Linked DNA regions of Gadus morhua: region 2 is linked to region 1. The links are chromatin contacts, called in public Hi-C maps. All regions are on one chromosome and are shown on one strand. Each heading gives the region's core, a stretch centred on a gene start, on an enhancer-like site or on the middle of the called end of the contact. The rest is flanking DNA. Distances are from core to core; before and after follow the strand shown. Region 1 holds the start of rpl7 (ribosomal protein L7). Region 2 holds the start of LOC115536891 (double-stranded RNA-binding protein Staufen homolog 2).

Region 1 (5,309 bases), core at 289-2,788:
AGCCGTCCGCGGTGGGACCCAATAGGACCGGAGAGAGGAGCGCCTATCAGAGGGAAGCGGCCGGATCCACACACACACACACACACACACACACACACACACACACACACACACACACACACACACACACACACACACACACACACACACACACACACACACACACACACGAACACACACACACACGAACACATGCACACGCACACGCACACGCAAATACAACCCGGGTGGAGGAGGAGGAGGACTGTGATGGGAAAGACCAATGAGACCATTCACGCCGTAATGCGTAATTTGGTGGAATTTACTTTTTTTCCAGAGCTTCTCAATTCCTGAATGTAGTCCTGGTCATCATTTCGATCTTTTTTTTTTGATAGTCTACATCGGTTCAGGCCAACACGTAACGTTTGAAATTATTTGTATATAATTTGATCAATGATCAAATAATGTCACTGATTACAATTATGTATGGGTTTAAAAATAGTAGCGACAGAAATCCTATGTGTAAAATATAAAATAGGCTTAGAGCATTAATAAACTTACTCTCCTGGGAATGTTACAAAACAGCCCACAGCTGCCGGGGTATCCAGAGTTAGTAGGCCTACGTCGTGTATGGTTATATTGTGATATAAGATTCGATTACATAATAAGAAAAAGGCAATTTCTAAATGAACGTCAAGTTTGCTGTGGTTTACGATCAGATGCGTTCTCTGTGAAATAGGTGTCATACGGAGAAATGACCATTTATTTTACAATACACAGATTGGGAAGTGGCCTATCCAAGTTAGAATTATTCGTCATACATGTTTGGCCTTTAACAGTATAGCTAATGCATAAGCCCAGTTAACCAATATTTAAATAATTGCGATAAAATTATCTCTAACTCCTGTCAATTCACTGTGACGGTCTCAGATGATATACGAAGTAATCAATGTGATGATTTCACCAACACGTTATGATCCCATATTTATTTATTTTTTTTAAAAAGCTATATTTGCGCCCTTGATGTAAATAATACTCTATGCGGTGGCCCACTTAGATATATGGATGTGCTCTTGAAACATACTGTACTTTGAGTTGGAGAAATGTTGGAGGGCAGAGTGTAGCGTTGGCGCCACTTGCTGGCCACACGAGGTGCTGCACCACACAATACTTTACAGCTTCTTCAGTAGTCTCAAGAATCCCTATCAGCTGGTTCAATGCACGGCAACAACATGACCTGCCCGAGGGAAGTCGGTTCTAGGTTTTTGATCAATGCCATGAGGGATAACGCTGCATTTATCGGAATGAATCAGCCTTTATTGAATCAATAGTTTCCGTCAACATAATTGATAAAATATATAATCCAACATAACAAATATAAGGCGATATGTTTTCCTTTATTTGTGTTATTCTTCAGAACTCCTACGCAATAATATAATTTCTACCAAATCAATGATATGCCTGCATGGTAAGATAAGTGAGTACGTGTCATGTTTGTGTGTATTACGGTAATATAAAATAATAATACTAAACGAGCAGAAATAAATCCATACAAAGTTGTGCATTGTGATTCAGGCAGCGCGCAGGGCAACATCCGGTGTCCTCGCTCTTTTATCACAGACATGCGCAGACAGGATTTTCTCTTTCTCGGTGGACACAATGGCGGACGCAGAGTGAGTACTTTTCCTCTGTGTTGAAATCCATGTCCATCTAAGTTTAAAACTGCCATCAGGCGTTTTGGTCATCCTTGTATACGTTTAATTAGTAGTCATCCCGGCTAGGACATCATATATTGTGGATGATATTGTTTTAGAATAGTTTTAATGCCAACCAACCTATTGCTGCCTGTAGCCGAGTAGCTTCACCCAACATGTCCGGACTACTGACTGTCTTAACTAAACGTGTTGTCGGATCTCCTGTCGATTTTAGTCTATGACCAAGTTAATTAAACGTTTGCATACTGGGTGTCTTTTAATAACAATTGGTTAATATACATGACAACGAAATGCCGGTGAATTGCTCGTAGATTGCTAATGCTAGGCTAACCATGTTGACGGCGTTGTCGCCCCTCGTCAACGTGGCGTAATACACCGTAAGGAACACCTGCCTTATCAACTCTACTCTAAGTGTTTTAAACCATCTTTATGTTCTCCTAGAAAAAAGGTACCGGCGGTCCCTGAGAGCCTTTTGAAAAGGCGAAAGGCCTTCGCCACCATGAAGGCCGTCCGCATCAAGAAGATGCTCGCTGAGAAGAAGGTGAGAATGCACATGGCTCCCGCACGGTCCCACAGATGTCTGCATGATGCACAAATGGGTCGCCCATTTGTAAACAGACGTACTTATCACGCACATGTCATGATCTGTCCTTGTCTTGATACCTGTCGCACTCATAAGATAACTAAACTAACGGGTCAATGCTGGCTGCTAGTCTAATGTGGTTAATGATGACTAATTTTTTTCCCCATCTTATCGAATCTGGTGAAATCCAAGCTGAAAATAAGCCAATTTTGTCTGAAACCACATCTTGGACATTAGGGGGATCTTCACGGTGGTGCAACAGTGTGCTGCCTTGTTACTTTCTCACGATTCCACTGATGTCTCTATGGATACCAAGGAATGCCTTGTCATTAGTCGCCCATACGAATACACATGTACTCATCAAGGCTTCTTGTTTTTGTCGTCTGATGTTAGACTCGCAAGGTGACCAGGAAGCTCATCTACAAACGCGCCGAGGCGTACCACAGGGAGTACAGGAACCTGTACAGGCGTGAGGTCCGTCAAGCCCGTACCGCCCGCAAAGTGGGAAACTTCTACGTCCCCGCCGAGCCCAAGCTGGCCTTCGTCATCAGGATCCGAGGGTAAGACATTGTCTCCGTGTGTTTTTATATTGATGGTCTGATGCTGTTGCTTCAATGGGCTGAAGTTATGCTTGGTGGTTTATGATTAACATTCTTTCCCCGGCTGATCGACTATGATGGAAACACTATTTGTTTAATAAGCCAATATTTATGAAACCACTTGTCTGAGTGCACTGATGTTTGTATGAAGCGTCCTTTCTGATGCTGACCGCTGAACTCTGCTTCCCAGTATCAACGGCGTCAGCCCCAAGGTGCGCAAGGTTCTGCAACTGCTCCGTCTCCGCCAGATCTTCAACGGCGTGTTCGTCAGGCTGAACAAGGCGTCCATCAACATGCTCAGGATCGCAGAGCCCTACATCGCATGGGGGTAAGATGGCAGCATCCATCTTTGCCGTGTTAAGTTATCGACCTCATGCTTTGAATGGTGCATGGTCCTGACCCTTAACCTTTAGGTACGTTCAGTGTCCTCAATAATGACCCAAAGATGACCAATATGGTTCTTAGATTACTGACCAATGTGGTCAGTAATCTCACTTATGTGGTTAATGATGACCAATTTTTTTCCCCATCTTATCGAATCTGGTGAAAACCAAGCTGAAAATAAGCCAATTTAGTCTGAAACCACACTTTCTTCACATTTCTCGTGTTTTTAAGACTAAAAGATATCCAGCCCTGCCTTGTACCACTCTGCAGTATGTGTATAACTCGTGGTTCAATCTTAATATGGTTGTCATAATTTCCCTCGTGTGCCCATCGCTCAGATACCCCAACCTGAAGTCTGTCCGCGAGCTCATCTACAAGCGTGGATTCGGCAAGATCAGCAAGCAGCGCATTGCCATCACAGACAACTCCCTCATCGAGAAGACCCTTGGTAATTATGGTCATCAGTCTGGATGTCCATCATGCATGCCAAACCATGTAAATATGTTTTTATACATTGATATAGTCAGTAAGAGAAGGTAGGGTTATGACTTCATGATGTGTTTAGTGATGCTCAACTTTTTTCCCCGTCTAATCGACCATGGTGAAAGTCAATTGAAAATAAGCCAATTGTGTCTGAATCCACATCAGTCTTTTCACTATACTCCATAAGATGGTTTTGGTGATTTACATCAACAGTAAATAGTGCGTGTCCTCTTACCAGTAACATTGGTAGAGAAACTAAAGCAAACCAATGCTAATCAGTCGTAGAGCTTACCTTGCGTTGGGCCTAATGTTGTCCGCTCTCCTTCAGGCAAGTATGGCCTCATCTGCATGGAGGATCTGATCCACGAGATTTTCACAACCGGGAAGAACTTCAAGGTGGCCAACAACTACCTGTGGCCCTTCAAGCTCTCCTCCCCCCGCGGCGGCATGAACAAGAAGACCACCCACTTCGTGGAGGGCGGTGACGCTGGCAACAGGGAAGACCAGATCAACAGAATGATCCGGAGGATGAACTGAACTGGTGAGATTGTGTGTCGCACTTGGTTATAGTGTATAGATAGATAGATGGATGGATAGATTTTTGGGAGGCCTGACATGCGCCTCCCAAAAAGGGCTGTGATTGGTCCGCTAACCGAAACGGGTTCATGACTGCGTCGAAGCGTCTGCCTGGTCGTTGCGTGATCGTGGAGCCGTAATCAGCCCTTAAGTTGTGCTGTAGTCTAGCTATTTTGGTTGTATACGGCGAATGGGTGAACCTAGCGATTGTTAGCGCTTTGAACTCGGTTCTATGAACATCCTTACCGTACGACAGATTGTTTCGCCTTATGATGAATGTACTTATTGTAACTCGTTTTGGATAACGGCGACTGGTAAATGTAAACTCTACAGGGGTCAGGCCAGTGTTGCTTTAGCGATGCTGATCAGTCAATGATGGCTATTAGTCAGATGTGGTTAATGATGACATGACATTAACAAGTATTGGTTTGATAATTATACGGCATCTGGCATAAAATATGTGCAGCTGTGGCCTAAATCACAAATAAAATCTTGGACTAAAGTAACTGATCTTAAGTTTACCAATTTCTTCCCTTTTTTTTGTTACAGGTTTTGCAGGATTTCCAACTGTATAATAAAAATACAAAAAAGAACTTTCTGGTGTCGGCGTTATTATTTTTCATTGAGTCTCAGGACAATGTGGACCAGGTCTTCCCAGCATCAGGATTCGGTGCCTTCTGGCAAAACCTCACGTGGCATGCCGTGTGTGATATAGGATGAATCTGCAGGATTCCTGTAACAGTAATGGAGAGGGCAGGAAATCTGAAAACATGGTATCTAAATCTGTCCAAATCTGACTGACTGGTGATGTAGGATTGATCGACGCACAAGAGGTTCCTGGCTCTACTGGCCCCTCGAAGGCACAATAGAAATTCTGTAATCCTAGTAATCAATCGCTCCCTGCAACTTGTGAAGGTCTTGTCTATAAGGCATCTAGAAGTGACGTTGACCGGGTTTCAGCGACGGAGCTGGTCTCATCAGGAAGATGCT
Region 2 (5,193 bases), core at 70-2,569, 170 kb after region 1:
AGATCGCTCTCCCCCCCTCCCTCTCTCTCTAACTCTCTCCCTCTCTCTCTTATTCCCCCTTTCCCTCTAACTCCCCCTCTCCCTCTCTCTCTAACTCCCCCTCCCCCTCTCTCTCTCTCTCTAACTCCCTCGCTGTCACGTTCATTCCTCACAGAGGAAGAGGTTCTCAGACTCCCCCCCCCCCCATCCCTCCTCAAACCCAGGGGGGAGTCTCCCAAGCGGCCCCCACACAGACCCCTAAATCTGCCGGGTGACAGGCTACCCCCGTTAGGTCGGGATCCCGGAGAGAGACGGGAGGATGGATGTGAAGGCTGAGGAGAAAGAGGAGAGGATGGATGTGAAGGCTCAGGAGAAAGAGGAGAGGATGGATGTGAAGGCTCAGGAGAAAGAGGAGAGGATGGATGTGAAGGCTCAGGAGAAAGAGGAGAGGATGGATGTGAAGGCTGAGGAGAAAGAGGAGAGGATGGATGGCCCCCCAGAGCTTTGTCCCCCCCCCCCCAGCGCGGTGGGCCCAGCCGGGTGCCATCCATCTAGCGGTGGGCTAAAGCTCCTTTGTGATTTAATTGACCTTGATGGAGCGGTTTAATTCGGGACCTGCGTGAGCAGTAACAACCCGACCGCCCGGGCTGTTGAAGCTCTGTGTGTTGTTGATTTTTAGTTTTTGTTTCCTCTTCTGCTGTGTTTAAGAATTTAGATTTTGATGGAACACGTCCTCAATGTGCTCTCACTCAGGACCTTCTGACTCGCCGACTAGAAATGCTCCAGATAGAGCCCCTGGTCTCGTTCTTTAATCTCAACATGCAGCATTGGGAGTCACCATGATGGCCTCCAGTGTCAAACTGTGTTGAAAGCATTTTGATAATCCTTCTGTTGTTTTTAGTGGTTTTGCCTCTGACCTTCTCTCACTCCGTCTTAAACTCCGCTACATTTCTCACTCTCTCTCTCTCTCTCTCTCTCTCTGTGTCTCTCTCTCTCTCTCTCTCTCTGTCTCTCTCTCTCTCTCTCTCTCTCTCTCTCTCTCTCTCTCTCTCTCTCTCTCTCTCTCTCTCTCTCTCTCTCTCTCTCTCTGTCTCTCTCTCTCTCTCTCTCTCTCTCTCTCTCTCTCTCTCTCTCTCTCTCTCTCTCTCTGTCTCTCTCTCTCTGTCTCTCTCTCTCTCTGTCTCTCTCTCTCTCTCTCTCTCTCTCTCTCTCTCTCTCTCTCTCTCTCTCTCCCTGTTACTTAGTTTATTATATTTTATGTTTATTCTTGAATGCGCAGAGAATGCATGTCTTTAGAGTCCAACCCCTGAGGCCCTCTAACCGAGGCCCTCCCTCCCCAGGTACCACTACCCCATCCCCAAGGTCTTCTACGTGCAGCTGTCGGTGGGGGCCAATGAGTTCGTTGGCGAGGGACGCACGCGCCAAGCCGCCCGCCACAACGCCGCCATGAAGGCCCTGCAGGCCCTCCGCAACGAGCCCATCCCCGAGAGACCCCCCCAGGTACGCACGCGCGCACGCACGCACACACACGCATAAGCTCATATACACAAACAGACGCGCGCAGAAACACACGCACACACACACACGCACACAGGCTTGCAAACCCACTGACACTGCTTGCATACTCAGCCACACACACACTCAATTTTATCACATATTTTATCACATATTTAACAATATCTGCCCCAGTTGAGCTCCAACAGTCCCTTGAAGGAGGACTCCATCCCCTCCTCAGAGTTTCCCCGGCGGTTTGGGCGTATTATCTTGCCTCTCGCTTGAGGTCCGAGGCTCGTGAAGCCCTGTGATGAAATGCTGAGCAAACAACGCTGACATGTTTCGCCACGCACACCGGAGCGGGCTGTCAGGAGCGCGTCAGGGCAGCCGCCGCCGCCGCCGCCGCATGGATCACTGAACATCAGCTGGCGTTCCTCTTGAAGAGGAAGCGTAGACCGCAGCGAAACGGCGTAAATCGACACAATTAAACCTTCATCATGACATCCCCACACCTCCCTACCCCCACCCCCGCCTCCACCAATCAGCCTCCAGCCCAACCTCCCTCCGCCTCATTCTTCTGCCTGGAGAAGGTCACTCCAATCATCCCTCCGAGGTAATGCGGCCACATCCATCCTCCTCCTGTCCCTGCCACGTCTCCCAACTCATTCCCACCCCCATACTGTTTCACCTCCGATGACCTCCTCCTCCACCACCCTCTCTCTCTCTCTCTCTCTCTCTCTCTCTCTCTCTCTCTCTCTCTCTCTCTCTCTCTCTGTCTCTCTCTCTCTCTCTCTCTCTCTCTCTCTCTCTCTCTCTCTCTCTCTCTCTCTCTCTCTCTCTCTCTGTCTCTCTCTCTCTCTCTCTCTCTCTCTCTGTCTCTGTCTCTGTCTCTGTCTCTCTCTCTCTCTCTCTCTCTGTCTCTGTCTCTGTCTCTGTCTCTGTCTCTCTCTCTCTCTCTCTCTCTCTCTCTCTCTGACAGAAAACTCTTCTCCTTTGGATGAAACGTCAATATTAATTTGCGATTGTCTATTATTTTATTCCTTTTTTTTTTCCAGTTATTACGATGGATAATTCGACACACATAAACACACACACACACACACACACACACACACACACACACACACACACACACACACACACACACACACACACACACACACACACACACACACACACACCCCGGACTGATCCCAAAGTACCTGCAGGCCGTCTCTCCCCTACCTCTTTGTGTTCTCTCTCTCTTAGACCCGGTGTTATCGTTTCAACAGAATCAAATTCACCCACATCCCCCCTCTCTCTCTCTCTCTCTCTCTCTCTCTCTCTCTCTCTGTCTCTCTCTCTCTCTCTCTCTCTCTCTCTCTCTCTCTCTCTCTCTCTCTCTCTCTCTCTCTCTCCCCGTCTATTGCCTTGTGGCGTCAGTGCCCATATAAATGAACCCTTTGTTAGCGCTTGCTTTACAAATTGAGCCTCATTGTGTCTACCACTGCATATGCGTTTGTATGTGTGCGTGTGTGTGCGTACCTGTGCGTGCGTGTGTGTGTGTGTCTCTGTCAACGCCCAGAGGACGATGATATTGTTTCGAGTCCCTATGGGCATACATGTCGACTTATTGTTATGTAGAGAGTCCCAGGAGAGCCTCTCTCGCTCTCTGTCTGTCTGTCTGTCTGTCTGTCTGTCTGTCTGTCTGTCTGTCTGTCTGTCTGTCCGTCTCTTTCGCTGTCTTTTTCTCTCTCTCGCTGTCTCTTTCTCTCGCTGTCTCTCTCTCTCTCCCTGTCTCTCTCTCTCTCTGTCACTGTCGCTCTCTCGCTGTTTCTGTCTGTGTGTCTGTGGGTCTGTCTGTCTCTGACCTAACCTGCTAGTGCTGTAAGAAAGCACACAATAAAAGCCCATAAAATAGCTCTTATTCATGTTTCGGCCGCAGGTGCATAGTGACCCCCCCCCTACACGATGTGTGGGAGGATGGGCAGCAGTGGGGAACAAACCCCCCAACCGTCTTTGTGTGGGGCTGCCTGTTGTTTTATCGACTTATTGCGCTGAATTGAACATATACCTCTGGGTGCTAGGAGTATTGGTATTGCTTTGTTAGGGGAACATCTGGTTGCTGGTTGTATTTGAGCGGAGTGGTTAATGTTCTATTTGTAGTGAATTGGTTTGATGAGCTCAAATGTGTCCCCTTATTGATAAATAATGCACCCCCTCGGAATATTATAGACCAATCAGAATCAAGTATTCCACCATGCTAGGATACAGGTAAGGGATAGTGTACATTGAGCCAGTTATTATCTGAAATAAACAGACAGGGGGAAGCAGGAGCCAAACGTGAAGCGAAGCGCGGCTTGTACCATCCTTTAGGGGTTAACATCTTAATTATGACTCGCTGTAAATCATCCTGCAGATGACATGGCTTCATACTAAATAAATCATAATTTCACTCAGAATATAAGAACCAACAAATCATTTTATTGATTATTAAATGATCTATTGCATCTGCTCAAAATATGATCTTATGGGTTAGGAATTGGCATTCATGGCGTCTGTCTGTTATTCCTAGCAGCGGCCTGTTTCACAGAGATATCAGATCGTTGACCAATCAGAAAAGAGTATTCATCAACGCTGTGTTGAGGTTACCCGGCGCAACACAAGCAGAAAGATCTGCACAACACGAGAGGAAAGATTACACAACACGAGCAGAAAGATCTACACAACACAAGAGGAAAGATCTCCACTACACGAGCAGAAAGATTACACAACACGAGCAGAAAGATTACACAACACGAGCAGAAAGATTACACAACACGAGCAGAAAGATCTACACAACACGAGCAGAAAGATCTACACAACACGAGCAGAAAGATCTACACAACACGAGCAGAAAGATCTAGACAACACGAGCAGAAAGATCTAGACAACACGAGCAGAAAGATTACACAACACGAGCAGAAAGATCTAGACAACACGAGCAGAAAGATCTACACAGCACGACCATAAAGATCTACACAACACGAGCTGTGCTGCAGTCGCTGCGGTTTCAGTGACGTTAGTTTGACCACAAAGTTTATTGTCGTCTTTTCCCTGGGGTCTCGTGCATTCGATACATCCATTCAGCAGCCAGTAGACCAAATTATGCCCCATTATACTGTCATGGTTACAGACCTTTTTCTTTCATGACTCCTAATTACACCTACAGAATGCATCAGTGTCCTAGCGCACAATGCACCTCAACGCACCGACCGCATGCTTTGTCCGGCCTTCATTGAGCCAGAGAAGGCCGGTCTGATGTGTGAAGCACACCACTCGCAAAGGAAACATGGATGCACATACATCTTGACACGTTTTTGACTAGTCCATGCACACACACATATAACACGGCTGTACGTTTTTTTGGTACTTTTTTGCACATACCCGCACAAGCACACACACACGGTGACAGGTTGTCTCTGAGAACAGTAATGCTTGTCCTGCCTTTAACGTTCATCCTCTTTAAAGTGCCCTGACTCTGGTCAAAGTAACTTGAACCAGCCTACATCTCACTGGAGAAAATAGTTGTAGTTGCACAGTAGTTGTACACTTGTCATTATTCACCGAACCAGTGATGGTTTAAACTATTGAACATAAACTACCTCTGCTCCCCTCGACCTCGGTGTTGCTGAGCGAGAGCCGTTTCCGGGGGAACGTGACGAGGCCACAGCCCTCGTATGTCCACACTGTTCCACCTTT

The links. Hi-C and Micro-C count contacts between places; a contact is called where the count stands out from the background.
Region 2: a contact with region 1 is called in a Hi-C map of heart, with 5 times the contacts expected there. The contact joins the promoter of LOC115536891 here to the promoter of rpl7 in region 1. A contact is called at or near these places in 3 of 6 Hi-C or Micro-C datasets (blood, gill and heart).

The regions. Positions count from the first base shown.
Region 1 is chr23:24,345,390-24,350,698 of gadMor3.0, forward strand. rpl7 (ribosomal protein L7) reads left to right here and starts at 1,539. Exons shown (of 7, transcript XM_030348369.1): 1 at 1,539-1,652; 2 at 2,136-2,235; 3 at 2,671-2,837; 4 at 3,067-3,204; 5 at 3,599-3,708; 6 at 4,072-4,284; 7 at 4,869-4,912. The coding sequence starts at 1,639. The coding sequence ends at 4,280. LOC115537857 (small nucleolar SNORD12/SNORD106) reads left to right here and starts at 2,411; the gene lies at 2,411-2,503. It overlaps rdh10a (retinol dehydrogenase 10a), which reads right to left and starts at 23. Exons shown (of 6, transcript XM_030348367.1): 1 at 1-23. It overlaps LOC115537860 (small nucleolar SNORD12/SNORD106), which reads left to right and starts at 3,373; the gene lies at 3,373-3,465. It also overlaps LOC115537858.
Region 2 is chr23:24,519,558-24,524,750 of gadMor3.0, forward strand. LOC115536891 (double-stranded RNA-binding protein Staufen homolog 2) reads left to right here and starts at 1,320. Exons shown (of 8, transcript XM_030348352.1): 1 at 1,320-1,479. The coding sequence starts at 1,426.